2 separate regions of the Lactuca sativa genome follow, and region 1 is linked to region 2. The links are chromatin contacts, called in public Hi-C maps. All regions are on one chromosome and are shown on one strand. The core of a region is the stretch at or near the end of the contact, and the rest is flanking DNA. Distances in the headings are between cores, read along the strand shown.

Evidence for each region. Hi-C and Micro-C count contacts between places; a contact is called where the count stands out from the background.
Region 1: a contact with region 2 is called in a Hi-C map of leaf, with 8 times the contacts expected there. The contact joins the promoter of LOC111920563 here to the promoter of LOC111920561 in region 2. A contact is called at or near these places in 2 of 4 Hi-C or Micro-C datasets (both in leaf).

Annotation. Positions count from the first base shown.
Region 1 is chr9:205,633,072-205,639,707 of Lsat_Salinas_v11, forward strand. It overlaps LOC111920563 (mitotic checkpoint protein BUB3.1), which reads right to left and starts at 2,834. Exons shown (of 8, transcript XM_023916149.3): 1 at 2,511-2,834; 2 at 1,645-1,775; 3 at 1,472-1,554; 4 at 1,099-1,368; 5 at 682-838; 6 at 354-432. The coding sequence starts at 2,627. LOC111920569 reads left to right here and starts at 4,075. Exons shown (of 8, transcript XM_023916156.3): 1 at 4,075-4,380; 2 at 4,647-4,727; 3 at 4,810-4,930; 4 at 5,045-5,139; 5 at 5,286-5,357; 6 at 5,482-5,788; 7 at 5,856-6,030; 8 at 6,605-6,636. The coding sequence starts at 4,357.
Region 2 is chr9:205,375,171-205,381,879 of Lsat_Salinas_v11, forward strand. It overlaps LOC111920561 (QWRF motif-containing protein 2), which reads left to right and starts at 1,459. Exons shown (of 6, transcript XM_023916147.3): 1 at 1,459-3,202; 2 at 3,290-3,409; 3 at 3,500-3,613; 4 at 3,679-3,768; 5 at 3,863-3,970; 6 at 4,582-4,960. The coding sequence starts at 1,868. The coding sequence ends at 4,647. LOC111920559 (BTB/POZ domain-containing protein NPY2) reads right to left here. Exons shown (of 6, transcript XM_023916145.3): 5 at 6,349-6,709; 6 at 5,191-5,966. The coding sequence ends at 5,415.

The DNA of each region.
Region 1 (6,636 bases), core at 1,584-4,083, 260 kb after region 2:
CGTAATTTGGCCATCAAAGGTTTAGAGAATGTACTAGTGTATTGTGAAAGGGATAAAGCAAAAAATAGCAATGTATTTTTGTTTCTTTGTTTAAAATTGTAGCATCTTACTTTCATTAAGTTTATTTTTCTTATAGCATTTTACTTCCCACAAAATTATTAAGACACTATACATTGAAAAAATCTACCCATTTTAATTTCAAAAAAAAAAAAAACTACTAAATTATGTATTGTACTTTTCGAATTTCTTTTATTATGACACTGTATCTTGAAAAAGTAACCAATTATAATAAATTAATTAACTAAAGTGCATTGCTATTCTTGTAATTTTAACCCTATGGTAAAAAAATATACCTGATAGAGCCTCTTTTTGTTGTTTCCATCCCATACATTGACAAAACCATCACAACCTCCTGTTGCAAATGTCCCATAGCTGCATGTTTGTGTTCAATCATTAATATGAGTAAATTACATTTTAGGTCCCTGAGCATAGCTGATTTTTTCAATTTTGGTCCCAAAAAGTTCTCTTTCATTTCCTTTGCAACTCTTGAGACTAAAATTGCAAGAGAATTTTTTGGGACCAATTTTGAAAAACTAAGCTAAACTCAGGGACAATTTTTGTAATTTACTCTACTTATAATGTTACAATGTGAATTGGGTAAGTCAACGAAGTCAAACTTACACGGGGTGAAATGCAATGGCGTTTACAGGGTAAACAATGTCTCTTCCAGCTTCTGATTTTCTGTGACATTTGAATGCATATTTTTTTGATTGGCCAGCTGGCGAAAGGTCAAAAAACTCCATTGCAACTCGACCTTCTACAGAGCTAAGAGCATAACCTACAAAAATCATCATCTTTGTTTAATGGAAACACAAGGGTGTTTGGAATTGGAATTCAAGATTCCATTCCATCTGTATATTGACAAAAATCAATTCTGTCAGATTCCTTCAAATTCCATGAATCCATGTTCAATGAATTTTTTTCATCCTTAAGAATAGGTAGAAGGAATTCAAATTCAATATTTTTCAATTCCATCATCCCTTCTTTTATTAAAAGACCAAAATACCCTTACCATATAAAATGTAAAATATGCAATACCTGTTCCATTGGGATAACATCGGACACATCTTGTTTGATATTTCAATGAAGATTCCCTTTGTTGTTCAGGTTGAGACATATTCCTCAAATCATAAACATTAACATGTCTTCCAGCAGTTGCAACAACTACACGATTTCCAACAAGAGATAAAGAATAGACACGTTCAGGTTGAGCATATGTTCCCACTAGAGCACGCTCTTGTGCACTAGTAGCACCTCTTGGATCCCAACATTTCAGGGTTTTATCCCAACTACCTGTAATCACTTGCCCTAAAACCACAAAACAAGATAGTAGATTTGAACTTTTTAGATCATATGAACAAAGAAAAGTCAAAATATTAGTAAAAGTTGCAAACAAGAAGTCAAGAACTACCTGTTGCATAAGAGTATTCAATGCATCGAACAGGGGCATCATGGCGTCCAAGAACATCTTCCCTCTCATTGTTGAAAACAAGTCTGAGATTCAAGTAGAAATTATAGTAAAAAATGCTTCTTTTTTACTATAGGTTCATATCATATGTAATTCAGTATAACATTCATGCTTACCTCCTGACAGTATTATCAGCACTTGCACTGAAACCAGAATTATCATCATGAAAGCAGCAATCAAGAACTGCACCTCCATGTGTAAACTCTCCTCTCAATACGTTCTCACTTGCATCATATAATCGAACAGTCTGTCATCAAAAAGGTTAATAAACTTACAATCTTGATCACCAATAGTCTGATATAAATTAAGCTTTGCATGTATGTGTGTAGAGAGAAAGTTAGATACATTCAAATACACTTGTATATGTTTCATTCAATCACTATTCTAAATATAATACTTCAACCATTCCTAAACCGAGCTGCCAAGAGCATGGCAGTTGATGCTTGAAAGTTGAAATTGATGTAAATGTTAAGATTTAGGGAGAAATTTTGCTACATGAAGTCAACTGTTAACTACTAAAAATTGAATGATGTTGCCATTAAAGTTTAAATCTGCAATAAATTTAGTATCAACTTAAATTTTGGAAAGTACTAGTCTACTAGATCATCTGGCTCTTTTGGGGAAAGAAATTATGAGTTAAGCTCTAATGTTTGGATATGTACTCCCTAAATCAAAAATAAGTAACATTAACACACTCTAAAGAGATACTACAGTTTTACAATTTGCATTTGTAATCAAATACAGATTAACAAAATGTATCTTTTATCTTATCATAAGCGAAAAAAAACTGGTACTTCTTACACATTTCGTTTTATGTTAAAATCTTCAAATATGATTCAGAATTTCGTAAACGAAAACCGTATATAGGAACATTTCTTTAGGTAGATGGAGTTTGGAAAGGAAAACATGAAGCGATTGAGTTCTTTAGCTTCGATTCTAGTTAAATAAGTAGATAAGGAGATGGAGAGAAGTAAATACGTACTTTGTCCCAAGAAGACACAAGTAGGTGATCGGAGTGATGAGAGAATCGGAGGTTGGAGATACCGTCAGACGGAGGATTTATTAGTTCCTTGCCGGTGACCGGTGGCGCCACTGCCATTTCAATTTGCTGATCGGAGTTAATTATCTAGGGTTCAGATGGAGCTCTGGTATGTGTTGAGAAAGAGGAGGGATTGGGATTTTAAACTAAAGTTTCAAATTTTTTGTTAGATTCGAATCTTGAGGGTTTTAAATTCAAATTTTGGGGAATATTTTTCGGTTTGAGTTCCAGAATTCAGTCGGGCACTCGATTGTCGTAATTTTATTCGAGATGTTGGGTTCTTTATGGGCCATTGGGCTTAATTACCCGGTTTAAGTTTTTTGAGAAAAGAAATTGCAAGAGCTATTCATGAAAAAAAAAAAAAAAAAAAGTGGATTAATATTTTAAAAACCCTTTTTTGTTTACAAATAATGACCATCATATTGATTATTTTATATTTTTCTGATAAAGATAATCACTAAACACTAGTGATTAAGAATCATATTTACGATATCATCATTTCACATATTTGTCAGTTGATTGGTGGTTTTATCAGAGGAGTTCGACAAAGGAAGCATATGGATGATGTGGATGTGTGAAGCAACAAGGTGCCGAACAGGATTTGGATTTATTGTATCCGAAAAGAAATCCAAATCTGGATAAGATCATTCTGATCCATTGGATACAATTCAGATACCTCAAAAGATTTGAAACCGAATTTTAATCCAATTAAAAATCCTATAATTTGCATCCAAAACCTAGAAAAAAAAATCCGGATGAATCCTATCCAAGGGATTATCCAAAATCCGATAATTTCAAGCAAAAATTTTGGATAAATCACATCTAAATTATATTTATCTGATTGCCCTATATAGGGTTTTATCTTGATCAAATAAAAATGAACCAAATACAATATATAATTTATGTCATTTATCCCAAACATGACAAGTATCAAAGGATTCCACCCCTTTATGGGATCAAGGGGCATGATGGTACATTCATAGCCTTCCACTTGTAAATAAAAAATATGTTCAGACTACAAGTGAGGTGGAAAAATATGTTCCAATGCATATTAGTATAAAGGGTTGAATTTGACTAAGCCAATATTGAATTATCCATGTCTTAACTTTCCAACTTATTTAGGCTTCTGAAATTTTATTAATTTTTCAAGTTAAGTGATTTCCAAAGCTCACGAGAGCCTTCTGGAGGGCTCTACAAAGGCTTAAATTGGTTGTTTTTCTAGAAATTTCGGAGGTAAGAGGCTTTCTAGAAATTGTTTTCTTGTAGAATATCCATAGGCTTTCTAGAAATTGTTACTAGTCGCATTTCTCTTTAATATTAAAATAAATAAAATAAAATGTAACCTACTAGTATTTATCACCTTTACAAATGCAAAAACCGGATATAGTAAAAAAAAAGCGAGCGAATCAGATTTTTATTAGATTTTTGAACCGGACCGGGCCCATGCAATACAGCCCGGTTTGTTTGGCAATTTAAAACCAAATTACGTACGATCACAAAACTTAGAAATATCATATATGATACATCCAGCAATATGAAACTACACATCTTCCTTCAATGAAGAATCTGTCTCAGAATTCGCGACACATATCCGAAGAATCACACATAATCATCTTCTTCAAAGATCTCTTGCTCGGATCTTCCATTATTTTGTCCTAAAACCCTATAAATTTACATAAACAATTTGCATCATTAAATTGATCTATATTCTATCCGATTTCACATGTAACGTACAATGGAAGCTTTCGAATTTAGGTTTTCCTATGTGTAACCAGTTACACTCATTCCAATGGTGGTCTGCAAGTGCCGAAAGGTACGCTTTCTCCCTTTCTTCACATCACGTCATAATTTTACACAATTTAACGTATTTCCTCAGTTTGATTGTGCGAAGCGACTGCAATGTAGTTTTCTCAGTAACAATTGAAGCTTTTAGATCAAACCGAGCTACTAAATTCATATTCCAAATGCTGTTAATTTTGGATTACGAATTCCAATTCGATAATAGTTTGATAATCGAGAGCTTATTCAACGATGTTACACGTTTATTGTTGGTAATGAAATTGGAGATTTTCGTCACAGGCAACTAAACTGTACTGCTTCGTCCACAAGGTTCCTGTTTGTGGTGAATGTATATGTTTCGAGGAACACCAAATTTGCGTGGTATGTTGTAGTCACATGTATATCATTCTGATATAATCATAAAATTGATCTTTTGAATGACACAATTTGGCTGATTTTGTAGGTTGGAACATACTCAGCATGGGTAGTTGATGGAGAATATGATTGGCCTACAAAGTGCTGCCATTGCCAAACTGTGCTCACAGAGAGCAATGATCCTCAAATAACACGATTGGGTTGCTTGCGTATGTTATATTGCACTTGAATTTTTATATTGATATTCATCTTCTATGAATACTAGATTACTATAAATTGCTACATTACTTATTCTTCTTCTTCTTTTCTCTATGTGTTTTCAGATAATATACATACAAATTGCTTAGTTTCACATATTAAAAATTTTCCTCAAGACACTGCTCCAGATGGATTTACTTGTCCAGCATGTTCAACTCCAGTAAGATTCATGTCTATGGTTCATTTTTATGTAGCTTGTTATCTGCTTATATAAAACATGATTGGAAAGGTTGTAAACTGTTAAAAAATGCTTCTCTTTTGTAGTTTATTAAAAAATTCAACATTTTGGTTGCTTCATCTTTGCAGATATGGCCTCCTAAAAATGTAAAAAACTCAGGCTCCCGCCTGCATTCACAGTTGAAGGAAGCAATTATGCAGGTAATTAGTATTTGTTTCATTGCAATTCTTATATTCTTAACTTTTCAATTACTGTCTACTGTGTACAAAAAGACGTGAATGCCCTTCTCAGTTCTCACACTAAGCATTACTTTTTGTTTTACAGAGTGGAAATGAGAAGAGCTTGTTTGGAAATCATCCAATTTCATCACCACCCAAACATTCTCATGGGCCACCTCCTGCTTTTGACTCTGATCCTTTAAAACCAAAAGTTCCCTCTGGAAACAGTTCTTCAAAACCTTCAAGCATTAATGTTGTGGAAAAAGATGCTCCACATGAACCCAATTTCTCAAAAAGCCCAAATTCTGGTGCTACAACAAGAAAGACTACTCCACAAGGTGAAAAGCTAACATCTGAATTCTCTTATTATGCAGATGATGAAGATGCTAATAAGAAGAAGTATACAAGAAGAGGTGAGCAATAAAATTCAATAATTATTTATTATTGTATTGTGTAATAATTCTATAATTATGAATGTAGGTAGTTGTTGTGACAAGTTTCTGAGATCATTGGTACCTTTTTGGTCAAGTGCTTTGCCAACTTTACCTGTAACCGCACCTCCTAAAAAAGAGGGTAATGCAGATGACACGTCATCGCGTCACCATAGACCATCAAGAATGGATCCAAGAAAAATACTTCTCGTCATAGCAATCATGTAAGACATGACATGACAGAACAGAACAGGTTATACTGCGTCTGACATGCATTGGACTGAGACTGAGACTCGGACTGACGTCCGTCACTGTAACAAAAATTGCAACTTTTTGCTCCATCCAAAAAGATGGAACAAGACAGGGAACCGCTCTCGATCTCTCTCGTCTGTGCAAAAAGACGTTAATGCCCTCCTCATCTTCATCATAAAAAATAACCATTAAAAGCTTGTCCAATCATGTCCTGTGTCCTGTCTAACAAACGCAGCCATAAGGTTGCGTTTGTTAAATGAGACAGTACAGGACTACACAAGCTATCAAGGGTTATTTTTTATGATGAAGATGAGGAGGACATTAACGTCTTTTTGCACAGACGAGAGAGATCGAGAGCGGTTCCCTGTCTTGTTCCATCTTTTTGGATGGAGCAAAAAGTTGCAATTTTTGTTATAGCGACGGACGTCAGTCCGAGTCTCAGTCTCGGTCCAATGCATGTCAGACGCAGTACAACCTGTTATATCATGCGTACCAAGTTATTACCGTTTTTTTTGTTATGAAAAAGCTATAAAATTATTGATGCAGGGCGTGTTTGGCGACAATGGGTGTTCTGTATT
Region 2 (6,709 bases), core at 209-2,708:
ACAAGAATAAACAATCCAAATAGCAATTAATCCATAATCTTAAAGAGTCATCTAATTATAAACACAAAGCAAAGGGCTTTAACAGTCAAATCAGAAAATAAATGTATTTGGAATCACATTGGAATGCTAATCATGATTAGAACAACAAATCAAATGATTTCAGACATGAATCCACTCTCTATCCTTCAGATCTTTGCTCCTATCAGCTTAACAGCCTTCCGGTCGCCTTTTAGACCCTCAAAATGGTTGAAGAAGTGTTTCTTGTCGACCAAGGATGGATAAAAATCGTAATCTCCCTTTAGGTTAACTAAAAATCATAATATATAATATTTTCTGCCGACTAAGTACTTTGGGTGTACATGGACTTACTCTGGGAGTTAGGTGTAAAATTCACGTTAGGACCCAACCCAGTATGTTGGGCATACTCCCATTACGCTGGGCGTACTGGGCTTCTTCAACCGTTTCTTCACTTTTGCAATCCAACTCCAATTTAGAGCCTTTTCTCTTCCTTTTCACTCTAGCAACAACTTATACTTGTAAAATATAAATTAAAACATTATATGTACCTTTTAGTTCTAAATGGAATAAAAACATAATATAAAATAATAAGAAAACGCTATAAATATATGTATAAAAATGACGTTATCAAACTACCTCACACTAGTCTTTTGCTTGCCCCCAAGCAAAACTGATTTAATTATCATATTATCACATTAAACCCCTAGTCACCAACATCATACAAGACAATCCATTTTGAGCCCATCAATACATCAAGACCGCAATGCATGTATTTGTGTCTAAATTTCTCAAGAACTTCTCAGTCCTAAATACTTACGATCCTCATAAATACTCCCCCACTTATTTTGAACAATATTCATTTTATGCATCCCTCCGAATCCATCCTCATAGAACTTTCTTAACCTTAAGTTATTTTTGGTTAAGCTCTCAAACATATATATGAAAAAATAACTTAGAAAGAAAAATTACTATAAATAACTTGACAAAATGTCTTATTATTGAGTCTTCGATTTTTAGATTTCTTGAGCTTTTCTTCATATTTTTTGATCTTCATAACTTTGTAGACTCTTAGTCTCTCAAACTTTTCTGTTTCGGACTTGTTATTTTATAACTTTTTTCACTTAAACTAATTTGGTTAGTTTAGTTAATAAACCAACATTAAATGTTGTAATTCGAATGGAAAAATAGATAAATTAAAACTTCACTTAAAAATGTTAAACTTGATGAACAAGTTAAAGTACAAACATTATGAATGTTTGATTTCTAAGAAACATTATAAAGTATAAACTATAAAGAATAAATTAAATAATCAAAATTTTATTTGTGTAAATACAAATTAAATATTATAATTTAAAGGGTAAACGGACAGAGTAGACTCCCATAGTTTTTGTTTTGTTGCAACATTTAAAAGATAATTTAATTTGTTTAAGCGTAAGGTTTCTCCAAGATTCACAGATACCAAAACACCCCCTTCCCCCACCCCACTCACCATAACAACTGTTCTTCTTTCTATCCCCACTTTTTTTTTTCCAAATCTCACCACCACTCCCTCTTCTCTCTCCCTCACTGTAACACAGCCAAAAAGCTTCTGCCTTCCCTCTGAATCTTCAATTCCATCACTGTACTATCAATACTACTGTGTGTCTGTTGTTGCAGAACCATCGCCATTGTTGGAAATTTCAAAGAACCATTCGCGGATTTCATGAGTTTATGGTAGTTGTTGATCTTTGTCTTTGCAGGGGTTTGGATTTCTTGAGGATAAATGGGAGTTTGGTGATCTTTTGTTTGGTGTAAATCGACAATGTGAGGTGAGTTTTGAAGATTTTCCATTTGGGTTTTTCATTTTGTGATGATGGTGGCTGCGATTTCTGAAACAACAAACCAATCAAGACCACCGTTGTTACCTTCCGAGAAAGATAATGGAATCATCGGCCCTAATAAACCAACAAGACCTAAATCGAGACAAGTTTCTTCAAGGTACTTATCCCCTTCCCCTTCTCCTTCCCCTTCAACTTCTTCGAATTCCTCATCGTTACCGACACCCACGCCTTCACGACGCTTCCCATCTCCTCTCGTTTCGAGAAATTCGACTACTCCGGCAGCAAAACGGTCTGTTTCCGCCGACCGGAGGCGATCCACTCGACCGGATCTTAACTTGAAATCCAACAATGCCGGCGGTGCCGGCGAGGTGTCGGCGGCCACTAAACTTTTAGTAACATCCACACGAAGTTTATCCGTTTCCTTTCAAGGCGAAGCGTTTTCATTACCGATTAGCAAAACTAAAGCAACCCCCACTTCCCCTAACTCAACTACTTTCCGAAAGGGTACCCCTGAAAGAAAAAGAACCGGTACCCCTTTAAGAGTCGGAGATCACGCCGAGAATACAAAACCCGGAGATCAACACCGGTGGCCGGCGAGAACTCGTCAATCAAATCAAACCGTTTTATCAAAAAGTTTGAGTTTAGATTGTGGGGTTGAAAAGAGTAACATAATCGGATCTGGGAATGTAATCAGAGCTTTACATCAATCCATGAACATGGATTCCAGAAGGGCATCAGTCGATGGTGTTCATGGTGGGAGATTATCACTGGATTTAGGTAATTCCATACTTTCAAACCCAATTCAACAAAACCCAAATGGGAATTCCTCCGATACCGATAGCGTCTCATCTGGTAGCACATCTGGAATCCAAGAAACAAACCGGAATGGAACCAGAGGGGTAGTTATGTCCGCTAAATTTTGGCAAGAAACAAGTAGTCGAATGAGAAGATTACAAGATTCAAGTAGTGGAACTAGTCCAGGATCAAAACTAGTGACCCCATCAAAATTAGCAAAGAAATTTTCAAACGATGGGCCATTATTATCACCAAGAACAATGGCTTCTTCACCAAATAGAATGAGACCTTCATCACCTAGTAAGTTGATGACATCATCAGTGTCATCATCGCCATGTAGGGGTATGATTAGTCCAAGAAGGAATTCGGTTTCTGGGATTGTTAGTAGTGGATTTGGTGAAACCCCTTCTGTTCTAAGTTTTGCAGTTGATGTTAGAAGAGGGAAAGTTGGTGAAAATCGAATTGTGGATGCACATTTGTTGAGGCTTTTTTATAATCGACAGTTACAATGGCGATTTGTTAATGCTAGGAATGAAGATACATTATTAAAACAAAGATGTGGATCAGAGGTATGATTAAATCTTTGTATTTAAATTTTTGTTTATGTTAAATGTTATGATTCAAAGCAAATATTTGAATCTTTGCTTTGTGTTCAGAAAAATCTATGGAATGCATGGATTACAATCTCTGATTTACGCGATTCAGTCACCAAAAAAAGACATAGATTGCAGTTACTGAAGCAAAAACTTAAGTTAGCCTCCATTCTCAAGGAACAAGTAAGTTTTTTATTTATTTTTATTTAATAAATAATATGGTTTATTTGATAAAACGAAAAACCTTAAAAGTCTTGTTATTTGTAAACATAGATAGCTTTTTTGGAAGATTGGGCTTCTTTAGATAAAGATCATTCGATAGCATTACTTGGAGCAATTGAAGCTTTAAAGGCCAGCACTCTTCGCCTCCCTGTTGGTGGAGCAATAGTACGTGATTTTACCATTTTACCCTTCTCAATTCAAAGTTTGACATTGGTGTTGATTTTTTTCAGGCTGATCTTCAGAGCATGAAAGATGTTATAAGTTCAGCACTTGAAGTGATGCAGACATTGTGTTTGTCGATATGCTCGCTTTGTGTGAAGGTGATTAAATCTATAAATAGGTTCAAAATATAAGGGCTTTTATGTCATTTTAAAAAATAAAAGATTTCTAAAAAAGGTATTTGAAAATTGTTAGGTGGAGGAAGCGAATTCAATGGTCACTGAGCTTGCAAATGTGTGTGCAAAAGAGCAAGCTTTGCTTAGGATTTGCAAAGGCTTATTGTCGATGTTAGCAGCCCTCAAGGTAAATTACATTTCTGGTCCTTATTTTGACGTTTTGTAGTTATTGTGGTTCATATCTTGTCTAATTTAACAGCCTAGAGATTAAAATTGAAAAAATCAGCATACCACATGGACCAAAGTTGTTCTTTTCGTTTATTTTGGTCCAAGGGCAAAATGGTCTTTTGTAAAAGTTTTAAGAGCTAAGCTGAGGAAACTTGAAAATAATGACCAAATTTGCAAGAGAATTTTTTGTAACAAAAAATAGCAAAAAACAGCTTATACTTAAGGACTAAAATTGTAATGTAGTTACTCTTCTTATTACATTATTGTATCTTCTCTTTTTTCTTTTTAAGAAAATATACTTCTATAACTCTATCAATTATAGCATTGTTCTATTTTTTTTTTATTATTAAGACAGTATACTTATAAATATACTTATTTTAGCATTGTACTTTTTATTGCATTATTGTATTTCCACTTTTTTTTCTTCTTAAAACAATCTCCTTTGATAACTCTCCCAATTATGCAATTATGGAAAATCAAACTTATAATCTTTTTCAAAGTACAATTATAAAATTTAACCCTCTTTTTCTTTTATAATAATACTAATAATTTTGTTAACGAATCCAACAGGTGAAAGATTGTAGTTTGAGAACGCATATGTTACAAACAAAGTGTGTGAAGAAATCACATTTGTAGAATTGATCTTTTAATTCAAGAAATTGCTAACATTACATCAAGTGAAGAATGGAGTTTCCGAAGGTAATAAAGTAAAGTAGATGACTTTTTGGCTTGTGGCTTTCGGGTTTTCTTTTTTTCTTTTTTTGTTTGGGGAATTTGATGTGTATTTTCTTGAGATTTGCAAGTGAAAGAAAATGTAGTTTGTTTCTAACTAATGTAGTTTTTTTTTACACTCTAATGTATATATATAGGGATATGTAATTTCACTTATTTAATTCTCTCATGTAATATGGTAAACTTTGAACATTGAGCATTAAGAGCCTTTAGTGCTTTTTGGGTTGTGCTTTGCTGCAATTTAATGGTACCATTTTTGAAGTTACCACCATTAATGAAACACAGACTACTTATCTAAGAGAATTTTGATTTCAGTCGAATTCATCAATTTCTAGGTTCTTATCCAATTCGTCTAAATTGATTACATAATTTGATAATACACCAAAAGACTATTACATGCTTTGTATCTTTCTTTTTGCTCACAAATGTAAAGATGTCCGCTAAGTGTTTGATGAAATGCTTAATCCTCCTAAGATAGAATATGGTCACGAGGGTTTTTAACCCCATTTGTCTAAATTGATTACATAATTTGATAATAAACCCCCCCAAAGCCCAAAAGACTACTACATTTTGATTTTCCTGTATTTAATACTACATACATGCTTGAAGTTCTTGTTGCTCAAAAGTATAAAAGATGCCCACCATGTGTTTGATAAAATGCCAAATCCATCTTAAGACACTAAATATCTCCCTTTTCTTGAAGGGGTTGACTTAGAATCATCAGGATTAGCAGAACCAAGACTCTCAGATGAATCAGACCCACTATTCTCCTTAATTCCACCTTTACTTGACCAAATCTTTGAGAGTAATTTCTTAGTTGAAAGCAGCCCTTTGACTCTAGGAACCGAAGCTTTATCCGATACAGTATTCTTATGGCCATGGTGGCTCATTCTTAAGGCTGCAAGTTCCTCCTTCAACGCCTTGAGTTCTTCAGCTGTTGCAACACCATCCCAATCATCTTCTTGATTTGTTGCAGGTCTTCCATGGGAGGAAACATTGAGAGCTTTTATTGATTTAGGAAGATCCGGAGTGCTGCTGCCTGATGAGGTGGCGGCTCGAGCTTGCTCGAAGAAAAGGACTTGAACTGTGACACGTAACGGAAGCCGCTCGTTTTGAACCGCGTGCATACATGCATCTACCGAAAGTTTCTTGCAATCCATTAATTTGCATATTCTCTTTCTTTCACTCTTAGTGATCCCTTGATGTGTCTGCATAACATGACACTATTAGTAACACTATTAGTACTCAGTAGCATCATGTGAGACGTAAATCTAAGTATACTTCTGGCATAACAATGCCTAAAAAGAGCTTAATCCACATTAGAATTAAAATTTCTAACGGATTAAGTTCCTTTTATAGCCAATGGGCCCTTATGTAAGGACCCACTGGCCAAGAGGAGCCCTAATTCATAGTGGAATTAAATCTCCAACACTAAGATGTAAATCAAGTATACAACTAGGTGGCTGAGGCCTATTCCACATTGGAATTAGAATTCCAACATTGAGGTGCTAAGACTTTTGTGCAAGTAAAATATATCCTAGAACAAATTGTACAAATTCTAATGCATAGATTACAAATTGAAAGAAGAGGGATCAATTTTTTTACCTTGAGATACATATCAATGGCGCGATACAACCCATCGTGAGAAGGTCTAGAGAAACCATTCACCATCTCTGCAAGATCAACAAACATCCCTAAAGGCAAATTCGGATCTTTTGATATTTCAGTCAAATAAGAGTCAACCAATTTAACCACCATCAACTTTGAAGCTTCCGATAAAATCCCTCCCATTTCTTGACCTTCATCTTCAAATTCACCATTATGATCTTGAACAATAAACTCTTTAACTATTTCTTGAACTATATTCACATCATAAATCATACTTTCAGATTCGCCTTCTTTCATTTTAATCAAAAGATCTTCAACACTCGCCTCCTCTAGTTGTTGACCAATCCGTTTGACCAAT